3 separate regions of the Sus scrofa genome follow, and regions 1 and 2 are each linked to region 3. The links are chromatin contacts, called in public Hi-C and HiChIP or PLAC-seq maps. All regions are on one chromosome and are shown on one strand. The core of a region is the stretch at or near the end of the contact, and the rest is flanking DNA. Distances in the headings are between cores, read along the strand shown. Region 1 holds the start of WBP1L (WW domain binding protein 1-like). Region 2 holds the start of SFXN2 (sideroflexin-2). Region 3 holds the start of ACTR1A (alpha-centractin).

What was found. Hi-C and Micro-C count contacts between places; a contact is called where the count stands out from the background. HiChIP or PLAC-seq counts read pairs in DNA pulled down with a chosen protein or histone mark.
Region 1: a contact with region 3 is called in an H3K27ac HiChIP or PLAC-seq map of alveolar macrophages. The contact joins the promoter of WBP1L here to the promoter of ACTR1A in region 3. A contact is called at or near these places in 2 of 47 Hi-C or Micro-C datasets (embryonic fibroblasts and liver) and 1 of 2 datasets of contacts at active chromatin or transcription factors (alveolar macrophages).
Region 2: a contact with region 3 is called in a Hi-C map of embryonic fibroblasts, with 3 times the contacts expected there. The contact joins the promoter of SFXN2 here to the promoter of ACTR1A in region 3. A contact is called at or near these places in 1 of 5 promoter capture datasets (fetal skeletal muscle) and 2 of 47 Hi-C or Micro-C datasets (embryonic fibroblasts and heart right ventricle).

What each region holds. Positions count from the first base shown.
Region 1 is chr14:113,735,987-113,739,938 of Sscrofa11.1, reverse strand. It overlaps WBP1L (WW domain binding protein 1-like), which reads right to left and starts at 2,181. Exons shown (of 4, transcript XM_001929157.7): 1 at 1,988-2,181. The coding sequence starts at 2,077.
Region 2 is chr14:113,705,924-113,709,773 of Sscrofa11.1, reverse strand. It overlaps SFXN2 (sideroflexin-2), which reads right to left and starts at 2,107. Exons shown (of 12, transcript XR_002338747.1): 1 at 1,875-2,107.
Region 3 is chr14:113,496,907-113,501,058 of Sscrofa11.1, reverse strand. It overlaps ACTR1A (alpha-centractin), which reads left to right and starts at 2,265. Exons shown (of 11, transcript XM_001928877.5): 1 at 2,265-2,445. The coding sequence starts at 2,398. It overlaps SUFU (suppressor of fused homolog), which reads right to left and starts at 1,058. Exons shown (of 14, transcript XM_021072750.1): 1 at 157-1,058; 2 at 37-154. The coding sequence starts at 217.

The DNA.
Region 1 (3,952 bases), core at 932-3,431, 240 kb before region 3:
CATGAGCAAGGAAGGAATCTCCCCCTTCCATCCTTCCTCCTCTCCTGCTAAAGAAATGGACCTGGTTCCCACCAGTGCCTTGGAAGCCAACCACCCCTCTCTCCTGGGGTGATGGAGACCACAGACCCAGGGCTCCCACCTCCAAAGGCTGCACGGTTCCTAAATCGACCCTCTACCATTTAATTGCTGGTCACTGGGAACAGCCTTTAGCGACAGCGACAGAAATAGGCAGGGGCAAAGGAAAAGCAACAGTTCTCTATTTTGTTCTTTCAACATCTATACTTCTTAGCTTTACCAGTCCTAAAGATTGTAACTTTTCTAGAAGATAAAGCAAATTTATTTCTCCTGTCAGTTGATGATTTTAACTGGGAAAACAACCCCAACAAAGCCTAAAACAGGAGAGTCCCAGCTGTAGAAAAAAGCAATGTATTGGGTCAGAAAATGAGCTATATTCCTTTTGTGCGTTCTTTCTAATACACGTAAATGTATTCTTTGAGAGAAGCAGAGGATACTTCTATAGATAAAGGAATAAATAAATTGTGGTGTAGCCACACAATGGAGTATTATTCAGCCACAAAAACAGATAAACCTTGAACATTATGGTAAGAGAAAGAAGCCAGACACAAAAGGTCACATACTGTAGGATTCCATTTATATGAAATATCCTGAACAGATAAATCCACAGAGACAGCAGACTGGTGGTTGCCAGGGTATGGGGGAAGGAGGAATGGGGAGGAACTGTTTAATGGTACAGGCTTTTCTTTTGGAGTGATGAAAATGTTTTGGAACTAGATAGAGGCGGTGGTTGCACAACACTGTGAGTGTACTAAATGCCACTGAAGTATTCACTTTAAAATGGTTAAGTGGTTTTAAATGGTTTATGTTATATACACTTCAGGTCATTTAAAAAATTAATTTGTTACATAGAGGATGAGCAAGACAAGATGCATATGTGAAAAGACTGCCCATAAACTCCTAGGGAAAAGATAAGTGTGTGTATTTTTGCTGGTACTCTGCGTCTACTTGATCACAACACAAAGTTCATGCTAAGCTGTAGAGACTCTGCCATTTTGCTCTGTGTGTGTGCCTTTCTGAAAAGACAGGGACGGGAACAGAAAGTGAAGAAAATAGAATGGTAAAGCCTTGCCAAATGCAAGGGAAGGAGGGGTGATTCCCCCTGCTGCACCCCACCCAACTTGGCACCAGGAGCAACGCTCCCATTAAGGTTTCGAAATGCCAGCAGCAGCTGAAATCAGCACAAGCTTCTCTGCCTGGATAAGAGGCAAGCCACCTAGCAAGAAAAGCTGGGGTGCTCCATTTGTTGCCCTTACTGGCATCAGCACCACCCTTTGCTCAAAACGCCGAGCTGGCCCAGACCGACATCGGTGACTGGCTCCCCCAGACCAGCCAGCCCGCCCAACAGTGAGAGCTTGTTACCGCTCGTGTGCCATGCTCCTGAGGAGCCCCAGTCTACTTCATCTCACCTGCCTTCCAAGATCCCTGCCTCCAACACCATTAAAAATGGGGCCTAGAGGCTCCTAGACCTTTCCCAGGTGCAGCTTGAAATAAATATCCTCTCAGCCCCTCCCTCCCTCTCAGGCCCACTCAATAACCCACGGACCCCTATCCGCACAGACGTAAACGCGGCATCGCTGCCTTGGAGACACTGTGAGACAAGAATGCGCGCCCCTCATGCCCCTGCTTGGCACCACTATCCGGCCACAGCCATCCCATCCCACCTTACCTAACTGCCGTCTCAAAGACCCCTCACTCACTTGGTACCATGCCTCTGCCACTTCCCTGACACCAAAGCCGTCACAGGTGTCCCTCAGTTAAACACCGACGCCCCCTTACATCCTGTCCACTCCAGACATGGGTGCCCCTCTTGGGACCCGTCGACTCTTGACAACATCCCTTCAGCCCCCTCCAGCCAGGCCTCGACGACCCCCAGACCTCCAGCCTGGCCCAGACGCTCCCTCCCCCTTACCTGCGGGGGTTCGGCCCTGGCTGACAGGGGGCTGGGCAGCGCCTGGAGGAGCAGGAGCGCCATGCCACCCAGGAGCCTTCTCCTCTCCATCCCCCTCCTGCTCCTGCTCCTCCGCCACGGCGCCGCCGCCTCCCTCCTCCTCCTCCCTCTCCTCCTCTTCCCTCTTCTTCCTTCTTCCCTTCTTTTCCTGTTTCACTCTCCCCACCCGCTTCCGGCTCTGCTCCACCCCGCCCAGCCGAAACACCTCCCAGACGCTGGGATGGTTCTCCAGTTCCAGCGCTTCATTGGTTTTATCCCTTTTTCCATTGGTTAAAACAGCCGTCGATCAAATACAAGTCCCGCCCCCTCATGATGTCGGAAGACCGGAGAGAGCTGGCCAATGAAAAGTAGGAGGAAGCCGGGCCATCTTGAGTGCTGCGAGGAGGCGTAAACGCGTGCTGCTCCGCAGAGAGTGGCGGAAGTAGCTGGAATCACGGGGCTGGGCAATCCAAAACATGTATAGAAGTCCATTTTGGTGCCGCCATCTTGAGTGTGGCGGAAGATTTCCCCAGTTCAGCAAAGAAAGGGAAGGGGTATAGCAATTCTAAGGGGTGTTGGAAAATAAGTTCATTTTAGAAGGTAACCGAGCGCTCTGAAAGACAACTGCAGTCTAAAGAGCTTTTGATGTCTTTTGTCTTTAAGCATAGCCCCAGTACCAGGTCCCGCTCGTGATCTCAAACAGTGGTTTCAGTCAATTTGAATTCCCTATAAGGCAGTACCTTTATTTGAGACAGTGCTTTGTCACCACAAATGAGAGAGACGAAATTCTATTGATTCTACCTTAAAAATAGGTCTGAAATCCATCCCCATTGCTTCAATCCATGTTCTCATTTTCTGGCTAAATACAAATGGTCTCTTCTGTCCCAGTTCCAATTCTTTCTTGAATCCCTTTCACCAACCAAAGCTGGGGTGCTCTACCACCTAAAACCAAGAATTCTCATCTCAGGGCTTCCCCTCTCGAAATACTTCAACCACCTGGACTGGACTTATAGTCCCAACTTTTAACATGCTTCTTTGTGTGTCCTGGTCCCAGCATACCTCTTTATCTCACCCACTGCCGCTTCACTTCCCACATCCTGCTCACACGTAACAGTTTAGAGCTCCCCAGAGTACTGAGCTATGCAGTGCCCTTAACTTCATTTACACTTTACACAGTTTCCTGTTTACAAACTCCTCATTCCCACCCCCTCCTCTCTTCTGAATTCACATAACACTTAGCACACAGTGTATCTATCTGTAGTTTCTGCCTGCTTGACCCCTCCCACTAGACGTGTAGCTTTTTGTATGGCACACCAGATCTTACACATTTTTTTTTAAAGAAACTCCTACAGCACCTTGTACAGGGCCCAGTCACGAGCTCAATCAATGTTGGGAGAATAAACGAACAAAAGAAGACCCAAAGCAGAGAAGCCAGCTGCCCTGTAGCTGCCAATTTCCTCTCAAAAAACCTGCCAAAGCATTTCAGAGCCTGGCCCATTCTAGCCCATAGCTGAGCCCAGAGGGAGTTGGTTCTTGGTTTAAATGATGGCAAAGTGGGAAACAGGTAAGAGTGAAGAAATCAGTTCTGTCTCTATCTTGATCCTGCTTTTCCAAGTGCTGCAAGTTGTTTTTTTGGGTTTTTTTTTGTTGTTGTTGTTGTTGTTTTTTGTTTTTTTGTTTTTTGTCTTTTTGCCTTTTCTAGGGCCGATCCTTGTGGGCCATATGGAGGTTCCCAGGCTAGGGGTCGAATCGGAGCTGTAGCCTCTGGCCTACACCAGAGCCAGAGCAATGCGGTATCCGAGCCAAGTCTGCAACCTATACCACAGCTCATGGCAATGCTGGATCCTTAACCCACTGAGCAAGGCCAGGGATCGAACCTGCAACCTCATGGTTCCTAGTTGGGATTCGTTAACCACTGCGACACGATGGGAACTCCGCTGCTTTCCC
Region 2 (3,850 bases), core at 858-3,357, 210 kb before region 3:
TCATTGGGTTAAGAATCTGGTGTTGGAGTTCCCGTCGTGGCGCAGTGGTTAACGAATCCGACTAGGAACCATGAGGTTGCGGGTTCGGTCCCTGCCCTTGTTCAGTGGGTTAACGATCCGGCGTTGCCGTGAGCTGTGGTGTAGATTGCAGACGCGGCTCGGATCCCGCGTTGCTGTGGCTCTGGCGTAGGCTGGTGGCTACAGCTCCGATTCAACCCATAGCCTGGGAACCTCCATATGCCGCAGGAGCGGCCTAAGAAATAGCAACAACAACAACAAAAGACAAAAAGACAAAAAAAAAAAAAAAAAAAAAAGAATCTGGTGTTGCTGTGAGCTGTGGCGTAGGTCACAAACGTGGCTCGGATCCCTCATTGCTGTGGCTGTGGTGTAGGCCAGCAGCTACAGCTCCAATTTGACCCTTAGCCTGGGAACCTCCATATGCTGCAGGTGCAGCCCTAAAAACACACAAAAAAGAAAAGAAGAAAAAGAAAGAGAAGTCTGCCTTGCCTTTCACAAAAGAACCAACAGACTAGAGTTGGGTAGATTGAAAGAGTGCAAGCTCTGAGTTAAACATTCATTTTGCACTTCAGTCAAGGTTCTGAACTAAGTTTTCTCCTTAAGGATCTGAAACAGGTATGCAGGTAGTAGATGTTTTAAAAAATACTTTAGTTGAATATGCATTCAGGACCATTCAGGAAAAAAATCTGCCTTGGTTCCAATAACCTTTTTTTCTTTAAAAAATGGCCACACCCAGCATATGGAAGTTCCCGGGCCAGGGATCAAATATGAGCCACAGCTGCAGCAATGCCAGATCCTTAACCCACTGTGCCACAGCAGGAACTCCTACCTTCATTCCAATAATCTTAACTATACTGAAAAGCCTGTTGGTTGTAAAAGAAGCAAAGCCCAAAACCCAGATTAAACTATTAATATCTAAGACCCACATAGCACTTCCTATGGCCAAGCAATGTTCTATGTGCCTGATATACAATTCATATAATCCTCACAAGAACCCAGTGAGGTAGGTAAGAGGCACACACGCACGCGCGTGCACACACACACACACATCTCCAAACCTCCAGGTATATCATCCATGCCCACACTTTATCAGCTCTTAAAAACCTCTGGACTTACATCTCAGGTATAAACCACTCTGCTCCCTCCACATGGACAATACAATAACAGTGTTTAAAGGCACTTAAAATAACCAATTTCTAGGGTTGTGAGAATGAAATGAAATCATGTATGAAAAGCATTTCACTAGGAAAGATGTAACTTCCATGAGGACAGTTTTGTCTTTGCTGTGTCTCCAGGGTCTGGACTAGAACCTGGCACAACTGTGATAACTCTTCTTCCTGTCCTCTGCCCTTGGAAGGGGTGGGAGGTAGCACCCAGAATCCCTCTCACTCTTTCTTGCCTGTAAGTGCCTGCCCATTTTTGCCTCCTTCCGGGCTGCAGTCGGCGCACCGACCCGTCCAACGCAGTTCAGCAAAATCATCCATCCTAAAACGCCTTTCACCCGGCTGTCACCTCATACCAGCCCTCAGGGCCAGTCCTCAGGCAGTTTCTTGCCCTCCAACAGGCAGCCTCCCACCACCAGGGTTCCTCCAGCCCGGATTCTAACACAGGTGTGTGGAGACGGGTGTGCAACCCACGACGCCCTCGCCCCTCAGCCTGGCACACGAAGGTGCTGGAGGCCATAAGGAAGATGTCCACAGGTATCTTCTTCTTGTGCCACGTGGCTTGGGCAGGTGGAAGCCCGGCCCACGCTGCAGCCCCGCCTAAGCAGAGTTAGGACAGAAATGCAAGCTACGTCGCGGAATGTGGGGACTGGAGATAGATTCTGCAGGCTGCCTCCTCCCAAGACCCCTTACCTGGTCCCAGAAGGAATGTGCTGAGACAACTGCTACCAGATGCAGCCCGCGTTCGCAGCCTGGCCTGGATGCACTTTTGGCTTCCACCCGGGAACCGCCCCTCGCCACGCCCCCTCCCCTCTCCTGGACCAATCATAGGCTAGGTGGCCCCCGCCAGCTGAGTGGGCGAGTTTTCACGGTTCCCCGGGTCTCCACCAGCCTGCAGCTGCCAGCGGCCGCTCCAACAGCCCGCCTGCGCAGTAGGCGGGCACTTTGGCGCGCTTGCGCACTTCGGGGAAAGGGGAGCTGGACCCCGCCCAGTCCTGCTGCTCAGCTCCTCCGCTGTGCGTGCGAGGGACGTCGGGGGCGGCGCCGCAGCAGTTGCCCCTGGTAACGGGGGAGGCAGGAGGTGGAGGAGGAGGAGGAGGAGGGACTCGGCGGGAGGATGGTGAGTGTGGGGGTCAGGGTACCTCCGGAGCCGGTAGGTCACCCGCCTCCCTTCCCCAGGCTCGAGGCGCGGCATTGCACTTAAAGTCAAGGAGAGAATAGCCTGGCGTTCAGCCTGCTGTCTTAGGTCATGGATTGGTTTCGGGGGGTGGCGGGCATCCCCGACTCTGTGGGCCCAGGAGAGAGATCTGGGCCTGGGGAGGAAGGCGGGGCTTGCAACGGGTCCGAAGCTAGGGGAAGGGGCTGGAAGAGTGCGTGGTTATCCCCGTACTGAGTAGGGGCTCCATCATCATTCTGAGGATTGGGATGAGGGCGGATCCGAGGAGCTGCGGAGAGCAGCAGCTGGACACAGGCTTAGATCTTCCCAGGGAATCGGCCTCGCTGCGCCGCAGGAAAGTGGGGTTCACCAGTGCCTGGCCAGAAGCGGGGAGAAGGGCCAGTTCTACTGTCTTTGAGGTCGCGCTGGAGGTACCCTGGGAAATGGTAGCCTAGCTCTCCTCCTTCTCGCCATGTGCGGGCCTCTAGGGGGAAGGGTGTAAATCCCAGGACACAAAGAGGTGTCGCTCAGAAAAGATGCCTGGTGGATTTTCGCCGTCTTGGTGTCTGCGTGACGGACGCGTTTCTGCAGTCCCGAGTCATTTATTTGCGGAGGATTCCGCAAGGTCTGATAGTCGGTGACGACCAGTCTCCTATACAATACGTAATCCATGTGGTGGAGGCAAACTTGCTGCCTGGTCCTTAGCATTTCCTTTGGAACCTGTTGCAACCTTCTTTTGCATATGACCACTCCAGAACCAAAGGTCTTAGTCTCAGTTTGGAGCAGATTAAAAACGGAGAGTAGCCGTCACTTTGGGGCAAGCCTTTTTTTCTCTGTCAGACCAAATTAAAACTTTCCCAAATTGTAAATTATGACATATTTGACCTTCGATACTGTTCCTTGTTGCTTTCTCTGCAGTTAGTTGGAGGGTGTTAAAATAGAATTGAGTAGTTTTAGAGCCAAAGAAAAAATTGATTTGGAAGCATTTAGACCAGGATGGTTGACTTAGGAGCTGCAAAGAGCGTTTTGTTACCTCCCTGTCCCAACTCCAGTTTTGACTTTTAGAAATGTTGAACAATTCCGATTGATTTATGAAGTAAGAAAAAGCTAGATGTCCACAAGGAAAAAATACTTGTGCTTTTGGTCGGATTATCCAGTGAGTAAATTTTGATAGGAAAAAATTTTTCAATTGATTTTTACATTGTCAGATTGGTAAATAAGTAGGATTATTTGATCTGAAGTTGCCAATCACATTTCAACACTTGCTGCATTGCAGTTTTATTAACCTCAGGCTAAACAGATTTTTACATGTTTGCTTTTTATTAATCGTTTATACATGAGCTGTCCATTTAAAGGCTAAGTTTTTCTCAACAGATGAGCACAAAACATAAATATTTACACAGAAAATAACTAGAATTGAAATGAATAAGGCAATCCAAACCAACAGAGAAAGAGATGTCATCACAAATAAGAAACACACGAGAGTTGGCTAAATTTTCCCTGTTTATCAATT
Region 3 (4,152 bases), core at 1,016-3,515:
CCGCCCCTGTCCATCTCCCCACGGCCCAAGACATACCAGTACTTGACGATAGCGGTAACCTGGAGCGGGTTCGGCTGGTCAGGGTAAAGGCGGCGGCACTCTCCGTAGATGGCGTGCAGTCCCGGGGGGAAGAGAGAGGCGAAGGCCGGAGGGCAGTAGGGCCAGGGGCCGGGGGCGCAGCGGGGCCGGGGGCACCGCTAGGCCGCAACTCCGCCATCGGGGCGCGTAGGGCGCTGGGGGGACCGGGGAGGGCAGACGACGGGGAGAGCGCTGACGCGCCAGCAGGCGGACTCCCTGGGTGCGACTCCCGGAGGCGATGGGGGCTGCAGCGAGGTCTAAGCTCCGCGCCTGCGCAAGGCGCACCGTCCGCCCAGGCAAGCGACGGCCAGAGGGTGCCTCGGGGGCCGCGGGGCGCTCAGGGGGGCGGGGCGGCGGCGCGCCCTATTCCGACATCCATTGGCTAGTATCTTTGCCAGTCACAGGTGGGAAAGGCGTGACTTGACAATAGGTCCCGCCTCCCTCTCCCTGTTTAAGGGGTGTCCCGAAGCTCTTGGCCTCCCCTAGTGTTAGGAGGAACTCAGGTTTAAATAGAGATGCTGGCGCGTCTTTCTGAGGTGCTAGGGTCGCACCAAAGCGCTGGGAAGTGCGTGGGTAAAGGGCTTGTAATTGTTCTGCGGTCACTCTAAGAAGGATTGTTAAACAAATCTGGCAATGGATTGATTCATTCGTTCGTGTAGCATTAGTTTTAACAGTAAAAATCTGAATGTTTCCTACCGTCTTTGAATGTCCATTGACCAGATTGACACCAACACCGCCAAACTCGAGGGTCATATGTTGAAATATCTATTTTGAATTTCTGCTAGAAAGTAACAGGACTTAGATAAATTAGGATCGATTAAATATCCTGACTAAAGGGTCAGGACTATTAACTAAAGGGTCCTTGCAACTTGAAGGGCGGGAGGAAATACTCTAGACACTGGGCTCAATTAGAAAGCAGTGATGGAGTTCCCGTCGTGGCTCACTGGTTAACGAGCCCGACTAGTATCCATGAGGACTCGGGTTCGATCCCTGACCTTGGTCAGTGGGTTAAGGATCTGGTGTTGCCGTGAGCTGTGGCGTAGATCACAGACTGGGCTCGGATCCTGGGTTGCTGTGGCTGTGAAATAGGCTGGCAGCTACAGCTCCAATTCAACCCCCAGCCTGGGAACGTTCACATGCCGCGAGTGCGGCGCTGAAAAGACCAAAAAAAAAAAAAAGAAAGGAAGAAAAAAATAGAACCTCTTTTCGCTTCCATTTTCTCATTCATCAATGTGAATCCTTATGAAAATTAAAGATATGCTAGAGCAGTTCCTGAAGCTGGAAGATGAACGTCGTTTTAATGGCCAAAATATCATCTATACCAGTAGCGCCAAATGCCAGTCTTTAGATCAATGTTAGCATGTTGCATTACAACTATCCAGGAAAAAAATGCAAAAATCAACAAAAATGTTCTTTTACCGCAAAAGCAAATTTTATGTAATTTAAACTACTTTCCTCTATTCTCTGAATATGTTCCTCCCTGTGTATTTGTGTGTATTAGAAGTTACTTTTATTAGAGTGCTATAGTGATATATGTTTGTTTTTTTTTTTTTTTTTTTTTTTTTTTTTGGCTTTTTTTTTGTTGTTGTTGTTGCTATTTCTTGGGCCGCTCCCGCGGCATATGGAGGTTCCCAGGCTAGGGGTCCAATCAGAGCTGTAGCCACCGGCCTACGCCAGAGCCACAGCAACGCGGGATCCGAGCCGCGTCTGCGACCTACACCACAGCTCACGGCAACGCTGGATCGTTAACCCACTGAGCAAGGGCAGGGATCGAACCCGCAACCTCATGGTTCCTAGTCGGATTCGTTAACCACTGCGCCACGATGGGAACTCCATGATATATGTTTGTTAATGTCTTATAGACCCATATAAAAATATGGCAACCTTACGTTGTCCAGGGGAAGTGGTGGAGAGTGGCAGGACTGATCTGTAAAAGCCAAACATCCACAAGTTACTGATCAATCCAAACCGAACTACAGACAAATACTACATACTTCAGGAGGCACTGGGAATCCCTCCCAATGGACTACAGATTCTGGTAGGCAATGCAATCAGCGTCCCTTTCTATTTAATCTATAGAGACTACAAAGCCCAACACACCGTGCGCCGGAAACGCGATGCCGTGTCACTTACACTAGGCGGGGCTCCGAAGCAGCTAAATACAATGCAGAGCCTTCTGGGTATTGTAGTTCTTCGAAAGCGAGGTCGGGCCGCTCCCTGGCCGTCCGGTACTGGAGGCCAGACTGCGCATGCGTTTCAGTGGCGTTAGCGGCAGACCGGTCTGGCAGTTCCTTCCTCGGAAGGAGAGATTCCTCTGCCATGGAGTCCTACGATGTGATCGCCAACCAGCCTGTCGTGATCGACAACGTGAGTTGCATCCCCCTAGAGGGACTTATGCTCTCCTCCTCGAAGGGATCGCTTCCCGGGTTTCAGCCTGGGCCGCCGGTTCTTTGTCACTGGCCCGGCCTGTCAGGCGGGTTCAGCCGCCGCCGCCTCCTTCCTCCCCCGACCCGTAATCCACAGGCAGGGCGGGCCAGCCGGCCATCAAGCATGGGATGGAGAACCCTGGGATGGATAAAGGGAAGGGTTATAGTCCGAGCCGGGTCCTTGGGCCCCTGGCTAGAGGGGCCTTAACCTCTCTGTGAGAGCCCGGCGTCCGCCCCGTCCCAGCTTCCGATAACTCTATAGGCTGTTCTGGCTGTCCATCTTGGCCAATGACCCCGCCTCTGGGCCTTGCCGGATGAGGGCAGCCCTCTGCAGTGATTGGCTCGCTCTCCTGCCTTTCTTCCCGGCCGCCATAGTATTTCCCCCCTTTAAGGGGCGGGGCGGCGCTCGAGGGCCGTGGGGATTGGTTTCGGGGCCTCGGAGTGGTGGGGCCTGACCCGCTAGGGCCCGCCCGGGAGTGGAGAAGGGCTAAGCTTCCTTCGGTCCCCAGACGGGCCCGCGGCTTGGCGGTATGTTTGGGTGGGGCTCGAATGTGTGGTGCCAGAAATGGCCTTAGGATTTCAGTTATTTCTGTGATTTTAAATTACAACGTTAATAAATGTTGAGAAGAAAGGGGAGTGACAAAGCAAGTAGGGGGTTACCTTTCTCTTCGAAACGCCTAGTTGCTGTGGAAAAAAAAATAACTAAACGTATTTGCCAGGCGCTGTAGCGCTTACACAGGGGTTTCACATGCATTCAAATTGGATCCTCACCAATTTGAGGTGGATAGTTAAAGCAGGACGTTTGATCCTCGTTTTACGAATGAGAAAACTGAAGCGCGAAGAGGTGAAGTGAGCCCAAGGTCGCACAGTAGTGGTGCCCTAAATCCAGTGCTTTATCCGCTATTCTTCTTGCTAGTACCCATGCAGGTGCATCAATAGTGACAAATGGAAAGAATCTAAATACTGCTCTTATTTTTGGCGGAGAGAAGCAGTTGTATAAAACTGAATTTCTGTCTTTCCACGGAAAGGTTGGGTTGATACCTTTCTGTTCCTCTTCTAAGTCCCTCCATTGAGGCACAATTGCCAGTTTCCTTTGTCCTAAGCTGACTGTCACATTCACTCTGCTGATTCAGCCCTTGGGATCTTTGGCACGTTGCAAGGTCCTTTAACTTGCATCATCTTTTGTGTGTGTGTCTTTTTAGGGCCGACCTGCGGCAGATGGAGGTTCCTAGGCTAGTGGCTGAATAGGAGCTGTAGCTGCTGGCCTACACCACAGCCATGACAATGCTGGGATCAGAGCTGCATCTGCGACCTACACCACAGCTCACGCAAGCCGGATCCTTAACCCACTGAGCCAGGCCAGGGATCCAACCTGCATCCTCATGGATGCTATTCAGATTCGTTTTCCCTAGACAGGAACTCCTGAATCTTCTTTAGGCTTCAACTCTGATAGGTAGTTAGGGCTTACTAGTCCCAATTGAAATATGAAGAAAAATGAGGCTTGGGGAGGTTAAATAACAAACAGTATTCAAACCAGCTGGGTTATGAGTTGAGGTGCCAAGACTCAGATTAAGACTGGGTTCTAAATTCCTCATTTTTTCCAATGAAAGATGCTTTTTGGTTAGTTAGCTTTCCTTCTCTTTAGGAA